Regions from separate parts of the Danio rerio genome. Here region 2 is linked to region 1. A link is a contact called in public HiChIP or PLAC-seq data. All regions are on one chromosome and are shown on one strand. Each heading gives the region's core, a stretch centred on a gene start, on an enhancer-like site or on the middle of the called end of the contact. The rest is flanking DNA. Distances are from core to core; before and after follow the strand shown.

What was found. HiChIP or PLAC-seq counts read pairs in DNA pulled down with a chosen protein or histone mark.
Region 2: an H3K4me3 HiChIP or PLAC-seq map of embryo shows a contact between it and region 1, with 3 times the contacts expected there. The contact joins the promoter of mtx1a here to the promoter of dpy19l1l in region 1. A contact is called at or near these places in 4 of 18 Hi-C or Micro-C datasets (all in embryo) and 2 of 4 datasets of contacts at active chromatin or transcription factors (caudal fin and embryo).

The regions. Positions count from the first base shown.
Region 1 is chr16:47,097,297-47,103,500 of GRCz12tu, forward strand. dpy19l1l (dpy-19-like 1, like (H. sapiens)) reads left to right here and starts at 2,336. Exons shown (of 22, transcript NM_001002868.1): 1 at 2,336-2,660; 2 at 3,165-3,189; 3 at 3,268-3,355; 4 at 5,054-5,191; 5 at 5,321-5,441; 6 at 5,750-5,843; 7 at 5,956-6,013; 8 at 6,110-6,201. The coding sequence starts at 2,453.
Region 2 is chr16:47,398,258-47,404,461 of GRCz12tu, forward strand. mtx1a (metaxin 1a) reads right to left here and starts at 3,587. Exons shown (of 8, transcript NM_001128238.1): 1 at 3,495-3,587. The coding sequence starts at 3,575. LOC100330743 reads right to left here. Exons shown (of 8, transcript XM_073926610.1): 8 at 5,293-6,204. The coding sequence ends at 6,043.

The DNA of each region.
Region 1 (6,204 bases), core at 1,086-3,585:
GTATTTATGGAGTTGAGATGCAACACATTTTTCCAGTATTTTTGAGATAAATGGCAAATTGGAAATTGGTCTATAGTTGGCCAAATTGGATGAATCAGCTCCAGGTTTTTTTAGTACTGGGGTGATTACAGCAGTTTTAAGTAAAGATGGGACAGATCCAGAATCCAGTGATTTGTGAATAATGTTAGTAATCAGTGTGGACAATGATGGAAGACAGGTCTTAACTAAGCATGTAGGAAGTGGATCAAGCAGACAGTTGGTAGTTTTAGATTTCTGTATATGACCAACTATTTCAGCAGTAGATGGTAAGGTAAAAGTATCAAAAAAGAAATGTGTGATGATTTCAGAAACATTTTGGCTGAAGTCAGGGGCTGAAATATTTGTATGTAATTGATGATGAATGTCCTCAATTTTTGTTTCAAAAAAAGACAGGAAGCTGTTACATAACTCAGTTGAAGAAGAAAGTGATGTGTCAGGAAAACTTAATGATTTTTTAACTACAGAGAAGAGTAATCTAGAGTTACCCTGACTAGATTCTATCCTGTTAGCATAATAGTCAGATTTTGCTTTAAGTAATGCTTCCTTATAATGATGAGCATGTTCTGTAAACATTTCTTTGTGGACAGTTAACCCAGACTTCTTATACAACCGTTCCAACCTGCGACCTTTAGTTTTGAGTTGATGCAGATCAGAAGTAAACCAAGGAGCAGAAACAGAAAAAGAGACAGTCCGGGTTTGTAAAGGTGCAAAAGTGTCCAAAATTTCAGATAGTCCATTATTGTAAATAGACACCAGAGCATCAGCAGAAGATGAGTCCACATTGTATGCAAAACTATTAAGTACATCTGAAAAATGTAATAAATCAATGTTCTTAACGTTTCTAAATTTGATTGTCCGGGGTGACTGCAATTTAAAAACTGCAAGCTGAGCACAAAAAGACACTAAGAAATGGTCGGATATAAGAAGATCAGAAACAGTACATTTGTTAGGGATTATTCCAGAGCAACAGATGAGATCAAGGGTATGGCCTTTAGTGTGTGTAGGGAAATTAGCAAATTGCTGCATTCCAAAGCTGTCCAAACAAGATAAAAAGTCGATTGTATTAATATTGTTGCCAGCATCAATATGAATATTAAAATCACCCAGCATAATAACATTAGGAGACAAGGAGCACAGCTCAGTTAAAAACTCAGAAAGTTCAGTTAAAAAGGTTGAACTGCTTTTAGGAGGACGGTATATTGTAGCAAGAATAGTCGGAACTGCCCCATTAATTTTAATGATGACTGACTCAAAAGAGGGGTATTCAGAAACAGGTAATTGAGATACCTTCCATTTCTCCTTATAGAGTATCGCCACGCCCCCTCCCCGTCCAGTAGTGCGGGGTTTACAAATGTATTTGTATCCTGGTAAAACAGCTTGGTTAAAATAAAAGAAATCATCATGTCTTTGCCAAGTTTCAGTAAGACAGAGGAAATCAAACTTATGGTCAGACAGTACGTCTTGCAGCAGATGACTTTTATTAGATAACGAGCGAATGTTGAGTAGTCCAAAAGATAGATTGTTTTTGCATGCTTCGTTGGAAGCGGAGTTTGCTGGGTATGTGAGTACATTACGGTCAATGGATCGTACTGACCTTGATGCCTGGCGAGGGTTAGACGACCAGAAAGACCGTATTTGGGATGAGTTGTCAATGTTGTAGGACCGTCGTGATCCTCGGTGAATATATCTCCGACGTGGCCGGACCGCGATGTCCGGATGAAAGCGCAGCGTTGACGGAGTCTCCGAGAAGTGGGAGCGGAGTTGAAGAAGTTCCTCTGCCGAATACTGGAGTAGTAGCTCCGCAGGGCGATATACAGCAGCGAGGAAGATCCAGAGTGTTATGACCCGAACAAGCAGGTCAGGAGCTTTCATTGTCGTTTCGTCTCTTCTCCGGGTTTGAGTTGAGTGACAGCTGCTGTGACAGGACTGTCACAAAGTCACGATAAGCACCAAAAGCAGACCGGTGCAGTGGAAAGTGCAAAGGTTTAGCATAAAGTGCTATGCGTTATACAGTAGATGTACTGTCAACTGTGTAGTCCAGACAGAAGTTCTTTAAAAAGTTCTTTAAAAATATTGTCCGTGGGTAGCGGCAGCTAACAGCGCCAGCGTGCACCCTAACCGGAAGTTCATGGTTCCCATCTGATGATCAGTTTGGGGGGGATTTTATTTACAACGTTTACACCATAGGTTTACCCACTCCACCTTGCAGATTCCTGAAGAGGTTGCCATGGTAAGTGACGCTGCCAGTTGAGTGGCGCGTCCAGACGGGGGCGATGCGATGCCCGCTTCATTCAACAGATCAGCGGTGAAACTGAGCAGAGCCACAGATGAGAGGCGTCTGCGAGAGCCAAACTACTGATTTAACGCTCATCCGCGCCCCTGCTGCCGTCCTGCTACACAGAAATATGAAAACATGGTAGTAAAAACCAGAAAACCAAGTGCCAAGGAGCAGAGCAGCGAGAAAGACAGGAGTCAATCCGTGTCGGGGAAATGCAGGCGCGGAAAAGATGGGAAAGGCTCGGCTTTTCAGAGTAAAAACGGACTCTTTGCTGGGTTTATTAAAAACAGACTGGGTTTGAGCCCCTCCGCTTTTGTAAGAGGAATAACAGTGCTGATTCTCGGTAAGAATGTCTGCTTTAGCTGCTAGGTAGCTAACGGTTTTTTGGTTAGCATCTAGCATGCTTTCAGTGTTTATAGGAGCTCGGATTGTAAACAAAGTTGTGCAAAACCCATATTTCATTTGTTTGGTATTAGATTAAATTGATAAATGTAATTAATGACCTGATTTAATTAATAAACAATAAATTAGAGGTTTAAAACTGTGGTTATTGGGCAATGCTCGGATGTTTATTGTAAGTTTGTTAGCAATCAGTCAAAATTACATCATTTCACTACAGGTATTTGCCATTCATATACTGACAGTTCCTAAGATTTATTCTTGTCAACTACTTACAGTTTTAAGTATAAAAATTATTTATCAGAATCTTTCATCTGCTTTAAAAGTACAGCTTGTTCCTCTTCAATTGTGTTTTGGTTGGTCAGATAAAAGTCCCCCAAATGTGGCCACGTAGCAATCTGACTGACCTGCAAATAATTCTCTCAATATGATCTGTTTCTCTTTATAGCTGTTGTTGCAGGTTTTTTTCATTGGTAAGTAGCTTTTAATCTTTAAAGTATGCAGATACCTTTCTTCTTGTGACAGAATAAATGAAGTCTTGTATCTTTCAGGTATCATCTCTCACATCTGTTTGAAAATGACAGACATTTTTCACACATGTCTACTTTAGAGAAGGAAATGGCTTTCCGAACAGAGATGGTAATTCTGCTTTATTTTTAATGCGTATATATATATATGTATTAAACAAATATACACTCACTGGTCACTTCATTGGATACACCTTACTAGTACCAGGTTGGACTCTCTTTTGCCCTAAGAACTGCCTTAATCCTTCATGGCATAGATTCAACAAAGTACTGGAAATATTCCTCAGAGATTTTAGTCCATATTGATATGATAGTATCACGGAGTTGCTGCAGATTTGTTGACTGCACATCCATGATGCGAATCTTCCATTCCACCACATCCCAAAGGTGCTCCATTGGATTGGGGTCTGGTGACTGTGGAGGCCATTTGAGCACAGTGAACTCATTGTTATGTTCAGGAAACCCATCTGAGAGGATTTGTGTTTTATGACATGCTGCGTTATCCTGCTGGAAGTAGCCATCAGAAGATAGGTACGCTGTGGTCATAAAGGGTTGGACATGGTCAGCAACATTACTCGGGTAGGCTGTGGTGTTGACACGATGATCATTGGTACTAATGGGCCCAAAGTGTGTCAAGAAAATATCCCCAACACCATTACACCACCACCACAAGCCTGACACAAGGTAGGATGGATCCTTGCTTTCATGTTGTTGATGCCATATTCTGACCCTACCATCCGAATGTCACTGCAGAATGTCATCAGGACAGGCAACTTTTTTCCAATCTTCTATTTTCCAATTTTGGTGACCCTGTGCAAACTGTAGCCTCCTTGAGTGGTACCTGGAGTGTTCTTCTGCTGCTGTAGCCCATCCGCCTCACGGTTGGATGTGTTCAGAGATGCTCTTCTGCATACCTTGGTTATAACAAGTGGTTATTTGAGTTACTGTTGCCTTTCTATCAGCTCGAACCAGTCTGGCCGTTCTCTTCTGAGCTCTGGCATCAGCAAGGCATTTGCGCCCACAGAACTGCTGCTCACTGGATATTTTCTTTTTTCGGACCATTCTCTGTAAACACTAGAGATGGTTGTGTGTGAAAATCCCATTAGATCAGCAGTTTCTGAAATACTCAGAACAAGGTCATCTGGCACCAACAACCATGCCAATTTCAAAGTCTCTTAAATCACCTTTCTTCCCCATTCTGATCCTCGATTTGAACTGCAGCAGATCGTCTTCACCATGTCTACATGCCTAAATGCATTGAGTTGTGATTTGCTGATTAGAAATTAGCTTAATGAGCAGTTGGACAGGTGTACCTAATAAAGTGGCCCATGAGTATATGGGTCAAAGTGGTTTACAAGTGTCAAAACAATGATAGTGCAGATGTACATTTTCGCCTACACTGGAATGTGTCTTGACGTATGTTTTGACATTTTTATTATTTTAAGTAATTTAAAACAAAGTGGACACTTTAATTTGTTAATAAGCTTTTCATGCATATAAACTCATTTTTATGTCTATAATGTGATGACGACACCAACATAAGTCATCTCATCTCTGACCTAGTTAAATATACAGCTTGAATGAACATTTTGGTTGCACTTTATTGTACTGTATCCTTGTTACAGTGTAATTGGACATCCAAGTACTAAGTGATATTAATCACACGCTCACTTTCCTTCTGCTTGCTCCCTTTTTTATACTGAGTAATATTGATTATCCACATGCATTTATTATAGAGTTAGGATTAAGGTTGGTATGTGCAATACATAATGCTACTGAGTAGATCACAATGGCTTTTTTTTCTTATTAGGGACTGTATTACTCATATTTCAAGACAATCATCGAGGCTCCGTCCTTTATGGATGGTCTTTACATGATCATGAATGACCGTCTTACTGAATATCCGCTGGTCATCAACACCCTAAAGAGGTTCAACTTGTACCCTGAGGTGGGATGTCCTGTTTGGCATCTTCTGAATGTCAAAGAAAAGCTTTTATCCTGCACTATTTGCTTGAGCTTAAAGGATTGAGCCATTATGTGAAGACGGTGTCTGTTTGATCTATCTCCTGTACGGCAGGTGGTCTTGGCCAGCTGGTACAGAGCATACAGCAGCACAATGAACTTCTTTGGGTTCCCCACCAAGTTATGTTGGACCATCAACAGAGGAGAGGGTCTGGATCCAGTGGAGAGTTGTGAAGGTATTTGAGCAGTCCAAATATCTCCTTTTTTGTATTTGCAGCACAGTACTTTGCAAATATCACTATGAAAGTGCGCAGTCTCCTTTAATTTACTTGCTGTCCTAGAAAGGTTTTCTTCATTGTGCTTGCCATTAATCTGCATGCTTTAAAAACAGGTCACTGCTGACTTTTGTGTTGCAACTTTTACTTCTCATCACGAGGGAGGGTTTATTTTTAGAGTGTTGATGACAGAAGGTGCTGTTTCTTTTTTCGTTGTGTGACTGACAAACTAGTTTTCTAAATTTTACTGACACGGGTGTTTTTCACAGGTCTGGGAGATCCTGCATACTTCTATGTCGCTTTTGTGTTCCTGTTAAATGGGGCTATGATGAGCCTATTCTTCATTTATGGAACATATCTGAGGTAATGGAGCCTTGATGGCCTAGATTCTGATCTCAGATGAGAGTTCTTCAGTTTATACAGAAAAAGCAGTTTGATTACAACTTGATGCAGTTGTTTTTGGCTCTTCCTACAGTGGAAGTCGATTGGGAGGCACTGTGACAGTTCTGTGTTTCTTCTTTAACCACGGAGAGGTAAAGGAGCTTTGCTTTCTTAAGCATGTGCTGTCCTCCGATTAAATCCTGATTAAAGGGCTTAAATTAAAGAGATTGTGAACTCTTGAATCTTAGAGTACTCGGGTCATGTGGACGCCACCTTTGAGAGAGAGCTTCTCTTACCCCTTTCTGGTTCTTCAGATGCTTCTGCTCACATACATCCTTCGGTA
Region 2 (6,204 bases), core at 2,337-4,836, 300 kb after region 1:
AGGTGGCGCCCTGGTGTGACCAAACTGAAGTGGAAAAATAGGGAAAAGCAGAGGAAACATAACCCACATGATGAATCATGCTACAGGAATATCTGCCGATAAGCACCTTGGCTTTGGGATGAACCGAGATATTAAAAGACTGAAAGCTTAAATCATGAAAGGTAAACAGTGAAGATTTGCTTTTCATATCAAGGTAGAATGACCTGACTGGTGCTGATCTTGAGTGCATTGCCCAAACAATAATGTAACTCATAGCTGAACTATCATAGTACGATGCATCGTTTGGGAAAAGAACAATGTAGTAACGAGTGTTTCCCAAAAACTGTAGTTTCTCTGTCGCAGATGCATCGTTTGAACCCCATTAGTTATAATGTAAAACGCCCAAAATGATGCTCTAAACGGGGTGGGGTAACAACTTTAGAGAAAAAAACCCCATAATTTCTTTGTGCAAATTATATTGTTTTACACGCACACGCATTTAAAAAAAAAATCCAATATTAGTTTTGGTAAAAACCATGCACTCATTTTCCATATTTATTAAAATATATGTAAACAGCACATATAGGGCCTATATTTCCTTTATAAATATTATTGATAATATTGCACTGTCTAATCTACAACATAAAATCACTTACAAACAGCTAACACATATTCTAATATCATATATAAATCATATAAACAAAGAAATAATGATGATGATTAATATTCTCTTATTATTGAGAAGGATATTGTTTATTTATTTGATAAGTCTACTTTTACAATTTGACATTCAAACCGCTGCAAAAATGTTCTAACCAACAGGCCCATGTCATATTCAGTACAGATGCTTAATAAATATCCTACTATAAATTAAAAGCATTAACATATGCTGTATATTTTGTTTTCTCATGCTTTAGAAACATAACATAAATTCCGCTTTTAAATAATAGGTCACCTATAGCTTTCGTCATGAGCCACAGCTGTGACATCAATGCAAAATGACTTCCAAAATGACATCAATGGTTTTCAAAGTACACTGTGAAGGGAGCACAAATGTAAACATGAAGATCACTGAAACTGAACTGTAAATACTTTAAAAGCAAATATGGGAGATGACTTTAATGCTTTTTTTTAATCATTCCAAGTTTAAATGTTGGAACATTCTAAATGAATAGGGCATAGGGAGGAGAAATGGGAATAGAACACAGCCAGGAACTATGCTTCTAACTACAGATTCAGAGGTGTAGTTGCAAGCATACAAGTTTGCGACGTAGTTTGTGAATGTTTGTTGGAACGATGGATTTGGCAAATGCCAAATCAACAAACTGTGTTTGTAACGACGCAACTTGCAACTTTAGTTGGCTAACCATGTTTTTTTCGGAAACGCACCCCTGATCTACACATCTGAATTCTGGACTATTTACAAGCAAAATATCTCATTCATAATACGCTGAAAAAATGCTGCTTGCTTAAACTACTTACTTAAAATGAGTTGAAACAACACAATTCTTCGTTTTTTTGAACAACTTAACCCTCTACCGCATGGTTTTGCCATTTGATAACAAGATATTTATATTAATTTCCCTGCCACTGTTTCTTTAAGACCAGCGTTCTAATTTTTTTTGTTGGAAAGAGAAAACCTTAGTTTAGCCAATGATGTGCTTTGGTTAGGTCACATGACATGCTGTGTTTTTCTGCAGCGCGATTTCTGACAGACTGGCGTTCATTGTGAGAAGTTGCTAAATGCAAATGAAAATGTAAATAAAAACAAAGGATCAAATTATGTCAGATCCACAAAAAAATCTGAGACGTCACCTCCAGTAAGTTATGGTGACATATTCACAACTCAAAAAATGTTATCAAATTAGTTTTGTGTAAATCAATCAAATGTAAGTGTGCAATAGTGGAATGTGTATTATTGCAATGGTTTAACTAGCTTGCAAGGTCAGCTGTTATCTTTTAAGTTGTAACAATAACAACATGAATGCTAGTAATACAATGTTCGGCTTTTGCATTATGGATAAAATCTAATTGTAATGACAATGCTACTTTTGATTAGATATGAATACAGGGAAAAGTGAATTAGCGAGCACCACCATGTTCTATGGTAAGTGAAAGAAGAAAAGGACAGAACTGGCTCTTCCTGCAGATGAAAGTGAGGACGAGATGGGTGGTGATCATGAAAATTATGCAGATTGGACATTTGATAAGAGCAGTGATGGAGACAGTTCAGGTAAGTTAGTTCAGAGGCACATTAGACGGCGTATAGTATAAAGAATAATATAAACATTGTTTGCTAGTAGCTTCATTATTCTGATAAATCTGGATATACTAGGCTTGTTTTTTGTTATAATGTTTATTGGAGGAAATATTTATACCTACTGTATGTTGTTAACAAGATAATACATGTTTGTTTTCAATAATATTCAGCAAAAAAGAATGGAATAAATGAAAGCTGTTGGAATATCAGTTGTTGGAAAGTATGCAAAAGGTGTCATAAGTTCTCTCTTAAAGATTGTAATACTGCAACACCATATAAATAATTTCAAGCAACTAAATTATTAATTATGAGGAAAATTTAAATTTTTAAGTTAGATCTACTGTTGGACGTTGTTGCCATATGGCAACATTAAGTACCTTAAAAAAAATCTCCCAATTTTTATCACAGCACATCAAATTAAGGCATTTTAAAAATAAAAAAAACAGTAAATTTTTTATACAGATCTATCATAATGCATGCAGTAAAGGGTTTACCATTTTATGTTCAATCCACTTAAATTTGTAAAAACAATTAAGTTAACTTAATCAATTTGATTTGGAACAACATGAATACATTTTGTGGAACCCTGCATTTTCTCCATTAAATCTACTTTGTATATAAATAAAATAATAGACAGATAGAAAAAAGAAAGCAAGCAAGCAAGAAAGAAAGCACTTGAAAAACTCTCTAGTTCTCTGTAAGTACTGTTAAGTATGTATATCTGTAGTCTTTAAGTATGTTTTATTCTATAAAAGTCTGAGTGCAATTCTTGTGGTTTCAAATAATAATAAAAAAAAAAAACGTTACTTAGAGCATTTTCCCCAGATAATGACAATTAGATAGAGGGTTATTCAATTATATATTAACTTCTTGACACTTCTGAAATTAAAACATTAGTGCCGTTTGAATATAATGAACACAAACGTCTGAAATTATGGCAGTTTTTGTGATCCTACACAAAACAAAACAACAAACGCTGTAAACTACTAATATTTAACTAGTTGTGTGTTAGAGTAAAACGGATTTTTTATTCATCTGTAAACTACTGATGCCATTGGTGCAAATTTAAAACAAAAATATTGTCTTTGAGACATCTTTTCATTAACTAGTGAATTAATTAATAACTATAAATTTATATATCGATCGACTCGGTCTCGCGGGTAGTTAACGTTACCTAGCAAAATCCATCAACAAACAGAACCCGACATAACGTTATATGAACACCAGTCGACATAAGCAGAAGATGAAAACTCACCAATACGATGAGACAATCTGTGTTTACTGACGGTAAACCCAAACCAGCCTTCCAGCAAAACAGCTCACAGGGCGCCGCCATCTTCAAAACTCCAGTCACCTCTGACCGGGGGAGCTGATGCTTCACAAATAAAAGTCCTGAGACTGTAAGTTTTTTATTACAGATGAAGGGATGATCAAAAGTGACAGAAAATACTTTTTTAAAAGAGGTTGATATATTTTTTTCTATTTCATGTGGAGGAACAGACCACATTATTTAAAATAATTTTCTGCAATCCAGTTGAAGATGGTGGTCTCAGTGTTTTTGAATTCAGTGTATTTAAAAACAAATGGATTCAGATTCATTCATTCAGATTTTTTTGAGGTGTAATTTTGAAAGTAAGATAAATCAGTGATATGGAACAACAAATGTAATGTTAACCTTTAAAAATAAAACCTTATTTTATAGAAATGAGTACAATAATGATATTAAATTGTGAGGCAGTTATTCAAATATAATGGACAACTTTTTAATTATTGTGAATTTCTCAGTTATTACAAGATCCTCCATAACTGCTAAAGAATTTGCAATAGTATCTTATGCAATTCCTTGTGGACTTGTTCAGCTCTTACCTGGTAATATATCCCTTGAATCTAATCTTTTACATAATAATCAATTAAGTATCAATGGTGTGAAAATTAATTTATCAATTTCTCTGCGGCTTAGTCCCTTTCTCAAACTGGGATGCCACAGCGGAACCCCCAACTTATCCAGCATATGTTTTGCGCAGCAGTTGCAACCCATCACTGGGAAACATCCATACACACTCATTCACACACATACACAATGGACATTTTAGCCTACCCAATTCACCTATACCACATGTCTTTGGGGCGGAAACATGCAAACTCCACACAGAAATGCCAACTGACTCAGCCGCGACTCGAACCAGTGGGGGGGGGAACATGCAAACTCCACACAGAAATGCCAACTGACTCAGCCGCGACTCGAACCAGTGACCTTCTTGCTGTAAGGCGATAGTGCTACCCACTGCGTCACCGTGCAGCCCTGGTATGAAAATTATAAACAGTATATTTAATAACTTTTACATTAAAAAGTTATGCAGAACTTTATTATTTCCTAAATGCAAACCTTTTTGGAATTCCTTATTTGAGCAGATTGAATGGAAAACAGTTTGGAACTTACCTAGTACATACTGTCTGACCAATAAAGTTAAAGAAGTGACATATAAACTAATCATTTATTTTATCTAGTGAAACATATTGTTCCCTGTTTGTTTTTTAAGACAGGGATTCTGCATGCACTTTTTGTGAATTAGAGAAGGAATTAATAAAACATCTGTTTTTTTGAATGCACATATACCCAAATGTTTTGGTTTGATGTTGAATATCTTATATTTAAACTTACAAAATAAAAAATTCAGCAATCTTGTAAAGATTTTTTTGAATAATAATAATAATGCTAATACTAATAATAAAACGTTTGAGCAAAAATGGTTTATTAATTTAATGATTATACCGTGCTCAGCATAACTGAGTACATTCCATTAAAAAAAAAAAAAAGACTATTTTGATCCATTTCTCAGTAAATATAGGCAATGTATTTTGGTGCATTTAAAAAAAAAACAGATTTATATATATTACAGATATATTTATTAAAATAATATTTTAGTCAACAAACAGATTTAGAAATTGAAACATAATACAATTAAATAAATAAATAAAAACTTACAAACCTACAACATTTCAACTAAATTTTTTTTTAATTTTTTGCTTCTTTTGAATTTTTCCTCTTTTTTAAATTAGTATTTAATATTTTTCTATAACATATAATTGTGGGTGTGCTAGTTTTTGGACTGTTATCATAAGTTATATTGTTAGAAATGCTCCAGATTTGGCTTCAGTACTGACTATTCTAATGTATATGCACAAATATAATATTGTATAGCTTCCTATTAAAAATATCAATTTTAAAGAGAGATTTGTGAGGGGTGTACTCATATATGCTGAGCACTGTATATGGGAAATACCATGTACACAAACAAAAATGGTCCAATGATGAACCTAACATTTATTTGTTAAAAATTGATCTTAAGCATCATATGGAAACCCTAAAATACAGTAAAGATAAAAAAGCTATAAAGATGTATGCAATTTTTTAATCAACTTCTTATGCAAATGTCTTGTAATTTTATATGTCCCCTGTAATTTTATTGATATTTTGTTTTATTCTCTATTGATTTGTTGTACTGTATTCTTTAAATCAATGGCTTTTAAATAATGAAAGGAAAATGTAAAGCTCATTTCATAATTTGTCAAACCTATCATCATAAATTAAAATGTTATTGAGATTAATTTAGTATTAATTTATTTATTTATGATGGAACCTTTTAAAGCAAGTTGAAAATCTTTCTGATCCACAAAAATCTGACTATATCTAATGCTCAAATAACTGATTAATACACAAATAATAATTCAAAAAGAACAACACAGAGAGGATAATTTTAAAGTTTGACAACATTTAATGACACACAAAAACAAGAATAGTCCTAAAAATATGTTGCAGAGTGGAATCTTGAAAGCAGAGAAGGGCTTCTTGTTATTGAGCGAGTCCTCTTCATCTTGACATCATTATCAAGTGGGAAAAACATGAAGTTTGAAGGAAGAGCAGGTCGCATAGCAACATGAGCTGGTTTCAGAGTAGGCAAATT